Regions from separate parts of the Ovis canadensis genome. Here region 2 is linked to region 1. Evidence: chromatin contacts called from public Hi-C data. All regions are on one chromosome and are shown on one strand. Each heading gives the region's core, a stretch centred on a gene start, on an enhancer-like site or on the middle of the called end of the contact. The rest is flanking DNA. Distances are from core to core; before and after follow the strand shown.

Evidence for each region. Hi-C and Micro-C count contacts between places; a contact is called where the count stands out from the background.
Region 2: a Hi-C map of fibroblasts shows a contact between it and region 1, with 2.4 times the contacts expected there. The contact joins two enhancer-like sites. A contact is called at or near these places in 2 of 2 Hi-C or Micro-C datasets (fibroblasts and lung).

The regions. Positions count from the first base shown.
Region 1 is chr3:185,272,712-185,279,338 of ARS-UI_OviCan_v2, reverse strand. RBFOX2 (RNA binding fox-1 homolog 2) reads left to right here. Exons shown (of 14, transcript XM_069581115.1): 6 at 2,237-2,329; 7 at 5,122-5,182. Among named protein-coding and RNA genes, the nearest start is that of MB, 100 kb to the right of the region's middle. Within about 2 kb of position 3,433, the one cell type or tissue checked has open chromatin away from gene starts, as enhancers often do. A contact at or near this core is called in fibroblasts, where this site is marked.
Region 2 is chr3:185,418,253-185,424,879 of ARS-UI_OviCan_v2, reverse strand. The region is part of intron 2 of RBFOX2 (RNA binding fox-1 homolog 2); the gene reads left to right. Among named protein-coding and RNA genes, the nearest start is that of RBFOX2, 120 kb to the left of the region's middle. Within about 2 kb of position 3,304, the one cell type or tissue checked has open chromatin away from gene starts, as enhancers often do. A contact at or near this core is called in fibroblasts, where this site is marked.

The DNA.
Region 1 (6,627 bases), core at 2,184-4,683:
TACTTCAAAAGGAGACCAACAGGTTAATCCTTTCTACCCATGGGTGTATTTAAAAGACAAGTATGTATGTATGTATATGGGTATACAGATACAGATAGTCAATGCTAGAATTAAAAACTTAGGTGCTAGTTGGACATCAGATAATTTATAGTTCACTAATTTAACTGAAGGTATCAAATGTATGAGGCTGTGACAAACAGTTGAAATACAGCTTATAGTACTTCTAAAATGTGATACAAAACCTCATTACAACCTGCAACCTTTTTTAAAAGATTTGACTTTCCTATTGGAGGGCTCTCCAGGATTGGAGAACTGGCTTCCTGCCTTAGATGCTAGTGTGATAGATGGAATAATTAATTAGTAGCTTGCCCTTGTACAACTTGAGTTGTCAAAGTGGCTATAACATCTTGATATCAAAATTTGTTTCTGAAAATGAGTTCCCATTGATACTTTCAACACATATACATTTTAAAGGAACATTTTTCATTAAAATTACCCATAGTATTATATCCTAAGCTATATATTTTTTACAAAAAAATTCTTTTCAGCTTAGCATTTCACTTTCTAGATATCCAGATTGAAGGTGGAGGTAATCCACTGGAATCCTCCACGGATTGCTACCCAATCGTATAATCATTTAGATGCTGAGTCATCAGATCTTTCGGAATGATGAAATTGCTTTTATAAAAAATCTTGTCGAACAGTGCATATTGCTGGCCATCTCAGTTAAGAATATGTGTCATATATATAGGAGTGCTCATGGATGAAGCAGCAAAGCAGAACTTCCGTAAAAATAAAGGGTTCAGGTTATCCTACAATGGAATATTCAAAGAATGCTGGAGGGACAGTGAAGCTATTGAAAAATGAGGACTGTCTCAGAAAACTCTAAGAAGTTACCGCTCTACAGAGGAAAATAGCTTGAGAAATTGTTATAGTTGCTGAGTAGCGAGACAAGGACAAGGCGCCTAGAATGAAGCTGATGAAGTGCTTTTTGAAATAGCCCTGTAGTATATAGTACATCCTGCTGGTGTTGAAATTGGTAGCAGGATGATGACCCAGACTGGCTTTTCAGATATAGCGTGAACAAAGGAAGTAGAGGAAAGGGCATCCCACTCCTGTATTCTTGCCTGGAGAGTCCCATGGACCGAGGAGCCTGACGGCTGTGGTCCATAAGATCGCAGAGAGTCAGAGACGACTGAGCGACAGCACACGCGCTTACACACAAAGGAGTAAAGCGGGTTGGCTCCCTGGTCTCCTGCATTTTCTGCTGACGAATGAAAGCCTCATGGTTTGTTTGTTTCCAGTGTCTACGGTGGACAAATAAATTAATCCTATTGCTGTTCTATGGTATTCTTTCCTGTTGAATAGTACGCAGTTCATGTCACCAACTAGATCTCACTCCCACTATCTTTTAACGATTCCTTTTCTCTCTACATATGGAAAGAAACGAACACATTGAGTAGGCTTCAACAGATGTATAATTTAGGCAGATCTGGATAAGCAGTTTCTGAGCTCCAGCTGAATATATTCTTACTCTTGTGTCAATCTGTTTGTTTAAAATTCACATTGAAGAAAAGTTATAATCGACCACTGCCTAATGGTCTTTTCATTTGCTTAGACGAACATGAGTGCTGTCTTCTCCCACACCCAGTACCCACGAATCAAACATCCACACTATGTCTTAAATTGTTCCGTTCCCAGAGGAATTGATGGTGCTGTAAGACATAGGCCAAGTGAAGCTAAAATGGTCAGACCTCCTAACAAATTCATTTTATGACGCTGGCACCCAAATATCAAGCTTCATATAGAAGTTGCTGAGGAGTAATAGATTTGATTATTTTTTAGTATTAGATAAAGAGACATGTACATTAACAGCATGAAATGAGAAAGATAGGATTATTTTTAAATGTTCAGGTTCTCGGTTGACTAGTTTGACCCGAGTAACTCTATACCTCAGTTTTGGTCTGGCCTCACATGCTTTTTGTTTTATTTCATTATTATTGTTGTTAATCACATTATTACTGTTATCACTACTACTATAGTTCTTTATCCTTTTATTGGATTTCATTTCCCTTTACAAAATATGCATGGACCAACAATGTGACTTTGGGAGAGTATTGCTGAGTTGTTGCTGATGTCAGTTTCATACTGTGATATTTTTTTTTCTATTTACCAAGAAATGAGTACTTCAATATAACGATGTGCATGTTTTCCCCCCTTCTCCCGCTGCATGCAGGGATTCGGGTTCGTAACTTTCGAGAATAGTGCTGATGCAGACAGGGCCAGGGAGAAATTACACGGCACCGTGGTAGAGGGCCGTAAAATCGAGGTGCATGTCTTCAATAATTCAACTTCTGGTTTATATTTTTATTTCTCTTTTTATGTATTGCCTCACTTACTTCACATTTGGAACCCTGTCTTGTGTGTGGTGTGTGTATTGTGTCTCTGTGTCCTTCACTTTCTTGCACTAAAATGCTGTAAAATAACACTTCTATCCTCCTCCCCCCCATTTTTTGATTGTTTGGGGGTTTTCCTTTCAATTTACCTGTGTGCGAATGTATATGTATCTGATTTCATTTACTGTTTTCCTCTGAGATGTTCATCCTTCTACTCTCTTGATTTTTTTCCTTTGCTTCGGTTTGCGAGACTCTGAAGTCCTGTAATCAGGCCAAAATAAAACTAACTTTGAAAACGTCTAAAAACTGTCCAGTTTAGAAGTGTGTCCTGTAATGAATCAAGGGGCCAGCCAGTATCCTCTCTCTCTTGGGAGTCCAGTTTGCCTCCACCTGTGTCTAATAAGTAAGGAATAAAAGATAGTAGAGGTTGGGAGGTGGGGAGGAAAGAATCCAAAACTCATGTGGTTTTTAAATATATTTAATATCCAGAATTTCAGCAATTACTGGGTAAAATTCTCCAGCAGAGGGTTGGGTGGCCACCTGTAGCATGTACTAAAACTGAGACTGAGTTGGCCACCTGGTGCTCACTGGCCCTTTTCATCACACGGTGAAGGTTAACTGGCTCCTTTCCCCTTTCCCAGTTTTTAAAAGTATGAAATATAAAAGCCACCATTTTGAGTAAGATGTCTGCATATTTTGCTTTTTTTCCCCCCCTCCCTTTCCAATGGTTTAGCATTTAGGGCCCTTCACTTGACTCACTCTTTCCATGGTAACTATACACAATGCTGGCGATGGTGCCCGTTGGCGGTAAGTGAAACCAAAGCACTAGAGAAGAAGCTTTTTAAAAATGTAATTACGAACAAATAAGAAAGAAAAAGTCCATCTGCCATCTCACATTAACACTACAAAATGTGATTTGACTTGTTCCTCTTCCTTTTCCTTTCCCCCTTTTATTTTCAATGCTGTTGAGTAATGCCGCCTGGACTCTGGATGTACATATTGTTTTGTAGCCGTCTGAGCTGTTTGAGTACTGACGTCATGGTGATTTTTTTCCCCTTGCACATCTTACTCAGAGTTACTGAACTCCAGTTTGGCTGGTTTTATTAATGCACTTCCTGCCCCTACTTCCTTTCCTCCTTTCCCAGACCTCTGTTTGTAGCTATGACTGTCCCTTCTTTGCCCTTGACAGCTCTCTCTCCTGCCCGTGACAGCCTTCCTGACTTTCTCTCTTCTCTTCCCTTGCTTTTTGTTCTCCTGACCCACTCTCTTCCCATCCTCCGCCCTAGTCCTTCCCGCCCCTTCTCTGTTCTGTGCAGCTATTGGTCTCTTTGCTGACTGGTGGTTTCTGATTGGTTCTGGCCATTTTTCCTTTAAGTGCTTGGGTGCTTTCTGCTCTAGCAGCTAGTAGAAGCTCTTGACCCATTCTAATCCTTGTCTGTGAGAGCCTCGCTCTTCACTTTCTCCCGTCTTTCCAAAATTGATTGTTTTTTTCTTTCTTTTATTTGTGTGTGTGTGTTTTTTAACTGCATGCTCTCAGTCTCATCATTGTTGTATCCCATTCTTTCTTTTTAAATGTGAAATGTTGATATGATTTTATGGGCAAACTAGAGTAAATGAAGTTTCAAGCTCTTCCTCACATAGGAAGGTGATCACTATACAAATCTTAAAAAAACACAAAACATTTTTGGTTCCAACTCCACCTAAAATTGGTGGAGTTTTTGGTAGCAAATTTATTGCTATTCAAATTTAACGTAATATAAATCCACAGAGTGAAATAAAACATTTTGTATAATTTTTATGTTTTATAATTCTTTTAAAAACTGGTCTGTTTCTATGTACCTGACAGCATAGTATATAACCAGGTTCTATGGTAAGGCTCTACCCTCCTTGCAAGAACTTTGGAGCTGATTCTGACACTGGACTGACTACAGGATCCTGGCTTCTAAGCCCCATTCATCTTTTCTTTATCAGCACCATCTTCATAATGCCTACTTACCTTAGCACTGAGAATGCTTTAATTATGCAGTTCTGTAATGAGGGTAGAGAGTACCATAAAACAAAAGAAACATAAAGCTTTATTTTTTTTTCAATTCTTTTAAGTGCCTGATTTAACAGCCTTCTGAAAACTTTCTTCTTAAATGAGGAGGGCACATAATCAAGAAAATTCAAAATAGTCCTAAAGCCTATCAACATAGGAATCTAAGTTCCTATACTTTTTTTTTCAAACAGTAAAATGTTATACAAGCATGTAAACAACGATAAACATAAGAACAGATCAGATCCACAGATTTTTTTTCTCCTATCTTCCTGTAAATCTATTTCCTGAACCAATGTAGCAAGCCTTTGTTTTATTAATGAACTTCAAAGTTCACATGCAAACAGGGCTCTTTCCAATTTTTTCCATATTTTCCTCAGTGCAGAGACCTCTGTTAAAAGATCTCCAAAGAACTTGCAAATGTACTTTTTCTTTGGAGTCCTGGGTGGTAAAGTTGCCCTAGTTTTCCATTTGAAGACCAAGAAACTGTATTTTACTCTTGTTAGCCTCATTTAATGAACACTTTAATTAAAATACTATATATTAATATTTTATATTGCTGTAGTATTTAAATAAATTATCTCTGAAATTTGCATTGTAAACTGAATACTTTGTTATTGAAAAGCACCTCCATGTTCCCTAATGTGGTCTCCTTCCTCCCTGCCCCCCCTTTCTACTTTGTACCTGTAGGTGAATAATGCTACAGCGCGTGTAATGACCAATAAGAAGATGGTCACACCATATGCAAACGGTAAGAGGCTACGAATCATCTTCAGGAAAATGTCACTTATGTCATCTATTCTTGTATAGATACATGAACTTTTCACAAACATCAAAGACTTTCTTGATTTCAGTCTTCAATTTTTTTCATGTACATTGAAGTATTTTTTTTACCTGGCAGAGTTAATTTTTATAAATTACCTTTTTGGTTTTTTAAATTATTACAGTCTTAGTAAAATCCATGTTATATAGTGTGAGCATGTCATTTGAGATTTCTGCTCATAACCCTCTTTTAGCTGCTGAAGTTCTTTGTAATATGTTAGGCTTGTTCAAGATCTTACTTATCTGAACATGAGTGGAATAATTCTTGACCTCTTGTTCTCCTTTTAAAGGAATGCTCTAGAGGTAATAGCCACGGGGTATGTGTTTGTGTAAAAATAAAAATATTTTATATTTGATGGTTACATGTTATGTAGTGAGTTTTATAAATGTTTCTCATTAAGTGGGAATTATTCTGTAAATATTTTGTTTAACAAAAACCGAACTTCTGCTTCGGTTGTCAAAGTTAATCTAGATTCATGTTGCCTGAGTAAGACAGGATATAATTTTAATCTATAGCACAAGAGTAGTTTTGCACACTGTGTTCCACAGGACCATCTTTCGGGGGGAAAGAAAACTGAATGGACTGCGTCTTGAGGCCCATGGCTCTACTTTGAAGAACCTCATTCACTATTGTATATTTTAGAGTTCTGCATGAGATTTTATCTAGAGTAAAAAGAAGAGTTTCTCCCTCTTTTGCTAGAGTATGACAGTATGTGCTGGTAATGTCTTAAGTCAAGAAGAAATGTATTAGTTGGCCTTCAATAAATATGTGTAGCTCAGCTTTTCAAATAGAGTATAGCATAATTTGCATTTATTAGCGTAACTTGCATTTTCCTTAGTCATTTTACCAGTGGTGTATCTTGGGATACCATCACCTTCCAAGTTACCTTTTGTTTTCTTCTTTTCACTGCTTCACAAAAACAAGTTTTTGCAATTTTGATTTTTAAAAAATCAAATTTAAACAAAATAAGGAGAGGCAACGTATGTCGGATTTCCTTTAGATCCAGTGGGACAGACAGAGCTACTGACTGGAATTGAGAAGACAGGAATTCTCCTGTTTAATCTGTCTCTCCATTTTACTCTGTGACAGTGGGCCAGTTTCCTAACCCATTTCTGTTTTCACCGCTATCAAGTGGCAGCCAGAATTTTAGCACCACCAGGCTCTTCTTTAGAAGTCATCAAAATCCAGCCCTCTTAGCTTATTCTTCAGGAAATAAAGCACAGGGAAATATAATATGGATATTTACTCATTGTCCCAGAAGTGGTGCCTATCTTACCACTCTTTTTCAGTTTTGTGAAAATCAAGTGACATAAACACTCGTAAAAATACATTGTAAAGTGTACAAAACTAAACATATTCAAGCTTTTGTTGAC
Region 2 (6,627 bases), core at 2,055-4,554, 150 kb before region 1:
AGAGTTTGGGGACTCCTGATTAGGGCCAGCATCTCCTGCTTCCTCAGCATTCCCTTTCCTCAGACAGATATAGGTATTAATACTTCCTTTTTCTCTTTGCCTTGTGTTTTGATAGTCGGATAAGGATCTCTGGTTTAAGGGAAGGGTGAAATTTTGAGGAGATTTTTTAAAATCCCCTTTATTCAAAGCTTTTCTGTGAGCTAGAGACACACTATCGCATTTGCCCCTGGAAGCACTGTGATATGTATAGCCCTGTCAGGAGCTCCCTCTATCCGAGAGCTTGGTTTCCAGTGTAGTTTCTTATAAATGATTCTAGCTATCTGGCTGGGGGACATTTTGCCCCATGAAACATGCTGTGTTTTTTTTCCTGCAGTTTAATTGAATACTTCTAAACCCACAGAGAAAATAGCTTTCTTTAGGTGTGTTTCTATTGATTATTGCTGCTGATTTTAAATAAATTATAGTAGTAACCCTAAAATGTCAGATTTGTTAAGGAGTCATTTTTTATTTTTGTTGTGGGTTAAGAAAAATGACCATAAGCAAGTCTCTTAAGTTGTAAATTATGAAGCCAGGCACTGACCCCGGTGTTTTATGTACATAATTTCTAATTTTCATGATAAATGTGTACTTATAGATGAAGAAACAGTTAAGAGTGGTTATAGTACTTGCCCAGGTCACAGCTAATGACGGGTTTGGTACTTTGATTCCAGATCTGTTTCATTTCCAAACCTAAGCTCTCTCTTCAGTACCATGCTGCTTCTGGAAGATGATCTTGAGAGTTGATTTAATCATCCATGCCCGTTCCTCAGCACTGATCACCCCAGAAAATCCATACGCTTTCTTTTTAAAAGAGATGTACCGTTTTAGATGATAAACTTCACAGTTGGGGAAAAAAAATTAAGGGAAGTATTTTCTGGTCTTTGCCAACTTTTATAATCAGGTAACTTTTATTAATGTTTAGTTTGAATTATTTTTACTAAAATTTAAATCCATCACGTCTAATTGTAAGTGAAAATGCTAAATTGGTGGCTGTTCATCCTCAGATTCCAGAGAGTTAGGGGTTTCTACTGTGGTTTGGGGTGCACAGGAAGAGGAGGACCTTAGAGGATGAGTTATATATGAGTAGATGGAGAAAAGCAGAATTTTCTTGGGGTAAGGAATTTGTCATTTGCTCCATCATTTGGTACAGCCTCTGTCTACCATCTCTTTGAGCACCTTAAGATGGTGTTGAGAATCCAGTGGAAGATGGGTTGGTATTACTTAATGGCCATTTGCTTCACCCTAACTCTTTTCAAGAATTGCTTATGATTTTGTTCTGCCACAGTGATGCTGGGCTTTGCCAGTTGTGTGCAACGAGAGAGTCACACAAAAGAAGTATATTCACTACACAGTCTCTGCCATCCATATCAGCCTAACAAATGTTTCAGCAGCATTTACTTGTGTGTCTGCTATGTGCCAGTTGCTTGGCATAACACTGATGATTCTGAGATGAATAAGACATCCCTTTAGGATCTCATAGTGGAGTGGAATTTACAGTCTCATTTAGGAAACAAGACGTATAAACATGTAATTAATAATGAAAGGCAGTATATGCTTAAGAATATTTAAAAAATAAATGAACTAGGGGCAGCAGATTTTACTGGGGTTCTGAGATGAAAGGAGTAGGGTTTGCCAGAGTAGTAAAGACGGAGTTACTTTACAGTTTCATCCAGGGTATGCAATGGGGCAGAGCTGGGGTGAGATGAGGTTTTTGGTTTTTCGAGGTTTTTTGGTCACTTTCAGTGACAAGGCAATGGAAATGGTTCACAGAATTAAGGTAAGTACCCTAACATTGTGGATGGAGCTGTAGCCAGAGACTGGGAAGGAAGACTCCACAGTTAGCATTCTGAATAGGGAGCGTAAAGGTGGCAATAGCCAGTGTAAACCACGACAGTTTAATCCCTGCGGAAACTGCATGGTTAGGGAAAAAAGCTGGTTCCCAGGTTAGCATCCCCCCGCCCCCTGCCCCTTAGCTTTTTAATATAGTGTTCTCTATATTAGAAATGCCTTGCCACTTACTCCTGTTGGTTTTTAAAAGTTGGGAGACTTCAAGCTGAGTCCACACAGACAGAGACATCAGTAGGCCTGTTTGCTGTGTGCATGGCTCACGGTGGCCTTGTCCTTGATGGCTGCTGCATATTTATGAGTGTCCTTCCACAAAGCCCACCCAGGGAAGAGCTCTTCTTTTTCCTTTTTTAGGTTCCTGAAACTTAACCTAAAACTCTGAGGTGGGAGAACGTGTAGGGAATGAAGTTTCTTCCTTCTCCCTCCCCCTACTCCATAGTAGCTTAATTTAAGTACCCTGTGGAGATAAAGATAAATGTGAGAAACTTCAGGATGAAAAGAACATTAGAGACCGGAGAGGTCAGGGGAGGTCATATCAGGCTTAAAGTGGAAACTATGTTACAACCTAAGCAAGGAGCAACTGATAGGCCTATAAATAGGATTTTATCTCCTCTTAGGACATTTTTGGCGTGGTTGTAGCTTCCCATGTGGGGGACTATTATATTTACTAAAAATAAACTGTGTTTCAGAAGCCATTAAAGTAAGTCCCACTGAACTCATTTATGTTATTAAAAATGTAGTCATAGCCTGAAAATAAATTTATAGAGGTTGATGCATACTAACTGTTGAGAGGACTTGCATATTGAAGCCATCCTTCAGTTAGATCTGAGGTCAAATGGTCTGGTCCAGTTTAGTGTGGAGTATTAGGTAGGTTGCCTTCTCAGAAGACAGTGTTATTTCATTTCTGCTAGTCCAGGAGTCCCTCAAACCTTAGCTGTATATTCAGACTCATTCAGACTCATAAATGGGCATAAAGAGATGATAAGTGTATCATCTAAGAAAGACAGAGTAGTTCTAATTCTTCAGGAATCTTACTGCTTAGTTAAAGCTGCTTGGCTATGGCCATTCAGAGCAGAAGAATATATGAATCGGCCATACCTTTGGTATCCCTTCTGGGGAACAAAAAAATCCTTCAAGCTGTCTGAGTTTGTTCCTCACACTCTCCTTATCCTGATTGTAGTCCTTTAAATTGTGCAGCAAATACTTGGCATCTAGCTGCCTGTCAGCCAGTCTCTGACGCCTCTGGATAGTTTGTTCTCTTCGTGTGAGTATATTTGAAATTAGTAAGAAGCATTATTAGTTTTAGTAGCCTATGAGAAGACTAGGAAAAGCTGACATTCATTAAATAGTAAAACTGCTTAAAGCATATTTCTCAAAGTTATGTGACTGTGGGATTCTTTTCGAAATCTAGTGACATGCACAACAGAGCGCAGTGTGACTCACGTACATTCTCTTTGTGGATTAGTCACCAGACGTGGTCTCAAAGTTGAGTTAATAATGCCTTCAAAAAGTGAAATCATTTACTTTTTTTCAGACTTCAAAACTAGCTTTGGAGAAGTTAAATCATTAAGTGCAGAAATAAAAGCAGTTTAAAAAATGACTGCAATTAAGCTGTTTTTGTTTTAATATATGGCCTATGTACATGTTAAACATCTTTTTCCTGCTTGTAGTACTTCACATTTTATCCTTATTTCTCAAAGATGGCATCTCACTCTTAAATGATAGGTTGTTGCATACTCATTAGAAACTGTATTTATGTGTTTAGTATTTTTCTTTAGAATAAATAAATCAAATAGAAGAAATATTACTAGCATCAATTTATAAATTGTTGAACTACCTAATGACAGCTTGTGAAATGCTAAAAACATGGTAATATATTTTAAATGTCATATTCACCAACTGCTTTAAACCCTTTTCTACTGGTCTCTTTCTCCCCTTTATAACCACTCAATTCCTTTCTTTCTCCCAGTGCTTTTAAGAAGGAAGCTGAAGTTCCTGATGTAGTATTTTTCTGATAGATAAAGAGATAAGAAAGTTGGTGAAAGAGGTTCGACAAGTTCGTGGAATTCCTTGCGTCCCAAACCCAAGATTCTGTCTGTTTGCTTTCATCTAATTTTTCTTGTGTCTCACACTTATCAGCCAGCCGTTACAGTGGTAATGGCAATGATAGTGAATCATGCTCTGTTTACAGAATAGCTAGCATACTCTCTTGTATCTGGGTCTGAAGAAAACCCTGTGTCATTACTATCATTTTACAGATGACAAAAATGAAAGTATATATATTTGACTTTTTTATTACTGAAATTCAGGAATTGTTAAGTTGAATTTTCATTTCTGTCATACTGGTGTAGAATGGTTAGGAGCAGCAGATTGTGGGGACAGACAAGTTGATTTTTGGCCAAGACTTTCAGCCTAGACATTTCAGGATTCTTTGCAGTCTCTGTCTTTGTCGTGAGGCGTGTACACTATTAATATGTATAGAGCTTTCTGTGACGTTGAACTTTGATTTGTAAAGTTACAGTAAAATAATTGTTGAAAGTATCACTTAGGATTGAGTTCAGCTACATGCAACAGAATCCCCCTCCTCCTTTCCCCTTACCCCAAAGTGGCTTAAACAAGACTTGTCTTTGATGAAAACGGAGTATGGAAGTAGGCAGCTCAGGGCTGGTGTAGTGCTCAGTGGTTATCAAGGATCCAGGATCCTCACTGCTCTTTGCTTCTCTGCCTGTAGGATGTGACCCAGATGGTTGCTACAGCTCCGGCCGTCATTCCTGCATTTCCACGGAGAGTTTAGAGGAGGAAAAAGCTCCCCTCCCCTACTTAAGAAACCTTCCAAAAAGTCCCATATAACGTTGCTTCTCATATCTCATTGGCCAGAACTTAGCCTATGGCCACACCTAGCAGCAGCGGAGGTTGGGAGATACAGCCCTTTCTTGGAGGGTGTGTGTATTAATCCCTGGATGAAAACTGGGGTTTTGTTACTGAGGAAGAAAGGATATTGGGGAACCACTAGCATTCTCAACCTCGGGGACCATCAGAATGACATGACTTTACCTCCCATATGGTGCAGAAGACCATTCTGTAGCTTCCTTGGAACCTCTTCAGTCAGTCTTTGCTGTGTTGTCCAATAAAGTGATTTCTCCCTTGAGATGTATATACCTTTATGTAAACACTTTTTTAAAAAAGTTAGTAGAAGATAATAAGGATCAGTGAAATTTCCATATAAGTTCAACTTTGAGTTTTTTGAAACCAGTTTTTTGGGACTACAAATAGTATAAAGTGAGCTTTTTAGTAAGCATAAAATGAAGTGTTAAATATTTAGGTGTCTAGTCATTAGTAAAGGAAAACGTGTAAATTTTCCTTCAGTTTTTTGAAGCCTGGATCAGCTATTAAATTATACGTTTCTTGGGGATAGAGAACTTGCTTATTTTAATTTAAAATTTTATGTTTTTTTGACAAATAATACATTTATATGATTCAACACTCAACAGGTACCAAATGGCCATACAGTGAATAGTTGCTCCCTAGTTCCTACCTTGATTCCCCAGTGTCTTTCCCCTAGAAGCAATGGATGTCTTCCCTTTTGTATATAGTTCCTACTTAAAAAAAGAAAGAAATTCAGTGGCACTGTGCTATACATTGTTCTGAACCTTTCTTTTATCACCCGAAGAGATGCCATGTCCCTTCTCCACCCCGCAAGGCTATATAGTGCCCATTGTCTGGGTGAACCATCATTCATTAACAGAAGAACTTTGTCTTGCTCTTATGTCTGCACCTGCTCTGTAAGCAACATTCATTCATATTGGTTAAGCCGAACTCTTTGATTCAATTTGACTATGCAGAATACTTTAGAAATGAGTTATTTTTAGTGGTCAAGTATTCCAACTAGCTGAGGGGATTTTCCCTTCTTTAAGCATCAGGATGTTTAAGAATTATTTATTTTGGAAGTAAGTCCTTCTTAAATGTATTACTTAGCTATATAGTTTAGTCCTTCTAAAATTTGTTACTTAACTACAGTTTTTCTAACAGTTATACTTTTCTTAATGGTTTTAACACAGTTGTCAACATCAATTATTGCTTATGACTGAAAAAGAGTGATATCTAAGAGCTTTTCATGGTTTTTGCCTTGCTAAATGACCTTATTTTAATATGTCTGCTTTTTGATAACTTATCTGCTTTTTAGATTTTTTTCTCTTGGTCTCTTGCATCTGATGTGGCTGCCTCTCACATAATATTTCTCTTTCCTTTGGTACTTATTCCCTACTATTTCTTAGCTCCCTTTCCTAATTTGCTTTTTAAATGTTCAGTGGGTAAGTAGCCAGATAATCAGGAAAGAAATATTTCTAAAATTAAAAAAAAAAAAGATTAAAAGAAGGCCTGGCAGAGCTTTCCTGCTGATGAAAGTGCATGAGCATTTTGATATTCAGGATATTTAGAGGGCCTTTGGTGGCTCAGATGGTAAAGAATCTGCCTGCAATGCAGGGGACCTGGGTTCGATCCCTGGGTCAGGAAGATTCCCTGGAGAAGGAAATGGCAACCCATTCCAGTATTCTGGCCTGGAGAATCCCATGGACAGAGGAGCTGGATGGGCTACAGTCCATGGGGTCGTAAAGAGTCCAACTAAGCAACTTTCACTTTGTTTCCTAATTATTACCATGTTGTAGAATAGCTCTGTCCAGTGGATCTTTTGTGATGATGGAGATGTTTTATATCTGCCCTGTCCGTTATTAGTAGCCACTAGGC